2 separate regions of the Anas platyrhynchos genome follow, and region 2 is linked to region 1. Evidence: chromatin contacts called from public Hi-C data. All regions are on one chromosome and are shown on one strand. The core of a region is the stretch at or near the end of the contact, and the rest is flanking DNA. Distances in the headings are between cores, read along the strand shown. Region 1 has its middle 3.5 kb from the start of SLC3A1. Region 2 overlaps LOC140002144 (a long non-coding RNA gene).

Region 1 (2,546 bases), core at 22-2,521:
CACTGAAGCACACCTCCCCCCATTCAGATGGGCTGGCCTAGTGCAGTACACGGCAAGAGCTGGCACGTGCGAGGCTCTGCGTTCAAGGAAGGTGCTCTCTGGCCAGCACAAACTCGACATCAACATCAAAAACATTTCACAGCTACAAGAAGCCCTCTCCAAATAGATACACATACCATTCACTGCAGACTTAAGTGGCAGAAATTAATCTTAAATTTTACATTGACCTGAACATACAAAAGCAAATGGAAAAAAATTCTTATTTTTAAAAAGCTAGAAGAATTGCTAAAAAACACAACACTAATTCCCATTACTAACCACTGCCTCCTTTTGAGAAGGTGCACGGTATGACTCCTGTTTAACAGACGGGTAACAGAGGTCCAGTGGGCAGAAATACTCACGAAAGAGTTCCTAAAATTCAACATGAGACCTGACTATAGTTTTCCCTGGACAACTCTATTTCCTCAGCTCAAGCCTCATTGACTGCCTCCAAACTAACCTTTTCTTTGGAACTGTCTCTAAAAACATTCATACAGCATTTCCTATAGGCTAAGCCCCTACGAGATGAGCCTGTCCCTTCCAAGCTTGTCATTAAATCATCAGTACCAGAACGTGGGATGCAGGACTGCAGGGAGAGTATACGAGCCTTCTGTCAAGGTTCAAAGACCCCAAGTGAACAAGGAACCAGCACGAGCAGGTTTACTGGGAGCAAGAGGTGTGGGGGCAGTAAAGTTGAGTAATTAACCCCTGTGTACGCACAGCTGGCTCAGAAGAACCTGTTACTTACTGATAGCCTTGATCTAACCTCATTGCCCATCATCACACAGGAGATCAGAAGCACAGGGGTAGAGCGGCCTGGTGTGAGGAGCCCAATGACTGTGGCCGAGTGCATCCAGAACGAAGCCGGTAAGAACAGGGCGTCAAGTTCCAGTCAGTACCAGGAGGAAGAGACAGGGTGCAGCCTACACTGGCTTAAACAGACTCTGCTCTAAAAACAGTGATAAACAGAAGTAGTCTAAGCAGGTTTTTCATTTTTTTCCCCCATTACTTTTGATGCTAGTTTTTCTAAAGCAAGAAGAATTCAGTTAGGTCTTCACCCTGGTAAATACCACTCAGGATTATGAACCATGCTGCACCTCTTTGTCTTAAGTGAAGCCTTGAAGTGAAACTTTTTTTTTTTTTTTTAATCTAAAAACTGAGGTTTATCTGAGAACATTATATGCTAAGTACTCCTAACAACTTCAGGTTTTCAGTTGTGGAATCCCCTGGCATTCAAGGATCCAGTTATCAGCGTGGAAGTTTTTTGGTGAAAGGTCAAGAAAGTCTTGGCTGCAATGAACAGCAGGCTTCCCATTTTGAACTTAATAAATCCACTGATCTGCACAGGCTTTTCAGGTGCCAGATCTCAGAGCATCCATCTGCATAAAACAGTTTCAGCTTTGATCTAGCTCATCCATACTAACAAACCAAAGAAAAACGTAATCCCACGTTCAACAAGTACTCACATAATGCTTTTAAACTTTTCTCCCCACTAGTCTTTCAAATACAACTATCACATGTAACGCATTACCCCGTCTCTCCCAGAGAAGGACTAAAGTGAACGCCTGCCTTTCATTATATGACAGGTGCTTTCATAGTTTTCACATATTAGTTTTGCTGTGATGTCCTGGAGTCTGTAGCACCAAGTACAACACACTAATCTACTCAGAACAAAAACAGTTTGTTTCTAAGATTTCAGAACTGAAGGTTCAGACATACATCTTTACATCAACAATGATGTCCAGGTTGCACATTTTCCTCCTTTTGATTAATTTTGTTTAATATGGTTCAAGGCTGAGAGGCTAGAACCAGACTAGAACTGGCCATATTGACTAGATATGTTGAATTTCACAAACTTCCTTCTACCTATTTGGTCCTCTCACCAGCAAATTGACATACATTTCATTACGAAACACAAAAAAATCAAAAGAAAAAATAACATTATATAACAATAATGAGGAAAAGCAGGAGCTGTTTGGGTGATTTCCTTCCTTCTCAGGTAGCAGAACAGCACTCAAACTTGGCATAGCCCCTTCTGGTGTCAATGTGCTATTATCCCTTCTTCCCATTCCACTTCCAGAAGCAGCACTTGAAATATTTTAACTACATACAAAATAGTTGTTGCAATTTTTCACACACGTATTATCTGCCTTTCTTCCATCCCCTAACAAGTTGAGAGCAAAGTTAAATACAGTAGCTCTAATCTCTTAAGCAACAGTACCTGAATGTTTGAAAGGTAAAGATGAGTAGGAATGAGCAGATAAATATATAACGCATTTCCCCATCCTAGAGTTTGTAACCCAGTATGGTGAAAAAGGTGCCCACGACTAAAAGTAGACTGAGAAGTTGTGGTAAAACACCACACTTCTAACCACCATGCAGATTGTTTGCATTAGTGGAGTATTTCCCACAACTGTATCTTGCCAAATTAAATGCAGATTTCAGAGCACTGGGAAAGGTATTTCATTTTGGTTTCACTATTGTGTTCACATTTGCTGCTCCTGAAA
Region 2 (2,546 bases), core at 23-2,522, 92 kb after region 1:
GGAGGTGTCCCTGCCCATGGCAGGGGGTTGGAACTGAGTGGTCTTTAAGGTCCTTTCCAACCCAAACCATTCTGTGGTTCTATGAAAAGGTTAGATATTTCATCACATGGAGTCTGATGCTATCTGTCTTTCACGGTGTAAAAACGTTTTCTTGGTTCTGTGTTGTTCAGGTTTTTTCACATTATTCATAGCTACATAGATGAGGTTTTGCTCTGATGAATCACTTACTCAAGGCGTAGCATAGTTTTTGCATAGCGTAACAAGGTTCTTTAGTCTTGTGATGAGGATAATTTCATTAAATCTCCTACAAGACTTGAATGAAGAATAACCAGATTCTTTCCAGTGGTTTATAAGGTGATTGCTGTTGCAAAAGATAGCTCAGTTTCCTCTAACAGTTCATCAATTTAGAACAGCAAGGTTTTCCTTGATGCCTTGTCCCAAACTATGTAGAAATTCTGCATAAAAGTCCCTATAGAATTTTTTATTTTTTTTGTTAATAACACTATTCGAGAGAGCTGCCCTCTCAGAGAGCACTATTTTGAGGACAACTGTGGAAAGTCAGTAAAGGAAATATGAAAAAAGGTGTCTGGATTTTCTTTGCAACTATGCTCACAGCATGGAAGGCTGCATGCATGTACAAAGGTCAAGATAGCATGTGGGAAGTTTGGGGTGTATTTCTTGCAAAGCTTGAAACGAGAGAAGAAATAATGAACATTGCTCCAGACCTTTCACCTCTAGATGCTATATGACCTCTGATTTCTACACAGTGTTTCAGGAAGCTCTAGTAGGATTGTGCAAAGACAAGAATTTCCTAGCCAAGAACGAAGATAGCTGCATGCAGGGGTTCCCTCTCTTCACAGATATTGGAAAAATACATTCTTCCCATTCTCCCCCTTACTTTGTGTCATCCTTTTCAATTCACGTTACATGTTCAGTTCAGCATGGATCCAGAGTTTCAGCCAACATGAAAAAAGGCCTGTAAATCTGACGTGCATGAATCTGCACAGCAGATTTCAGAGGGATTCATAGTTTCTAAGGCAAATTGGAAAGTATAATCCTGGCTATTTTTTAACAAGTGTTCCTTGACTACAGGACTCTATTGGCAGAGCCTGCACAAAAATATTGCCTTTAAATGTCTGTGCCTAGACATAAAGAAGGCATTTTGCCAAAATGAAAGTGAAAATCATTGGCCAAATTAGCATCGTGTGATCTTAGCTTTAAAATGACCCTGACGCTGTATAAACAAGATTACATAAGGGTTCAGAGGTATGTGAAGCAGTTCGGTAGTGCCATCTTGAGGGAAGCTCCTAGATGTTATGTTCAATTCCAGATTTCAGCACATCAGCATTTGCCCATATTTTCTTAGTTGGAAATAAGTCAATGAACTACCTCAGAAGAGCACAGTACGGCAGATTCAAAAACGCATTAAAACATGCCCTTATTTAGCAGAAGAGGAGTCAAAACCAGCACTAATGCATTTCTATTGCTGCAGAAAATTATAGTCTGGGAAATAGAATTGTAATGTTTTGCTCTTTTAGCTGTTTATCACAAAGCCACTTCGTAATATGGATTAAGCCTTGCAAAACATTAACGCTAATTTAGACCATAAATATCTTTGTGTCAGAAGGGAATATACGGAGGTAAGGAGATGAATACAGAGTCTCACATAATTTTGTTTATCTTCTGTAATCTTTATCTTCATCCAGGATGCAGAACGGGATCCATTTATGCTAGTCCAATTTTCAGTAGAATAATAACCACACATCGGAAATCAGATTGATTAATTTATGAAGTAGCAAATGGCCAGAATTACAAAAGAGGATGCTTACAATTACGATCTGCTTTGCTTTCCACCCATTCCTATCTTCCCTTTCATATTGGTCTGGAAGTGCCATACACCATCTGGTAGGCTAAGATCAGAAAATGTCAGAAGTGGTTTTCATATTTCAGATCTGTCAGCTGGTGACAGCTAGGGCGGTTTATAGATCATGCAAATTTTTTCATTTTCATTTTTTACTGGGGAAGGCTCTCTTTCTTTATTCCATAAACATTTCCTGACCAGAGGCAGAAATGGCAGCAAGTGATGTTTTTTGTATGGAGTTTCTTAGTTTTCACTGTTTCCTTCTTTTAGTGAGAACATATTTACAGCTCTTAAGCTAACACAAAAAATAGTGCATGATCTTTAATAGCTTAGATGTTGATGACTTGTTACTTGACACGCATAATCACCAGAGCTGACGTATGATTTATTGATTATCTATGAAAGAATAGACAGCTGTGAACTTCTATGCCTCAGTAAATATCAACATTACAGGAGTGCAAATGCATGCAGTGTGCGGTCTTACAGCCATGCACAGTTCCTCTGGGCCCTGGACATGGAACTAAGCACTAAACATACAAATTCACAAGATACAAGCACAGTCACTTTTTGCTGAATTTAGCAGGACAGAGGACATTTTGCTCCTATGGGAAGCTCCAACAAGTTGTGCAACTGTCTTTGGAAGCAGAGAGAAACAGGAAGGGAGAAGGAAGGAAGATGCCTTTCC

What was found. Hi-C and Micro-C count contacts between places; a contact is called where the count stands out from the background.
Region 2: a Hi-C map of F5 follicle shows a contact between it and region 1, with 2.0 times the contacts expected there. The contact joins two enhancer-like sites. A contact is called at or near these places in 5 of 8 Hi-C or Micro-C datasets (F5 follicle, liver, skeletal muscle and 1 more).

Annotation. Positions count from the first base shown.
Region 1 is chr3:40,518,785-40,521,330 of IASCAAS_PekinDuck_T2T, forward strand. No RefSeq gene overlaps it. Among named protein-coding and RNA genes, the nearest start is that of SLC3A1, 3.5 kb to the left of the region's middle. Within about 2 kb of position 1,272, at least 2 of the 8 cell types and tissues checked have an H3K27ac peak or open chromatin away from gene starts, as enhancers often do.
Region 2 is chr3:40,611,244-40,613,789 of IASCAAS_PekinDuck_T2T, forward strand. The region is part of intron 3 of LOC140002144 (a long non-coding RNA gene); the gene reads right to left. Among named protein-coding and RNA genes, the nearest start is that of PPM1B, 31 kb to the left of the region's middle. Within about 2 kb of position 1,273, at least 1 of the 8 cell types and tissues checked has an H3K27ac peak or open chromatin away from gene starts, as enhancers often do.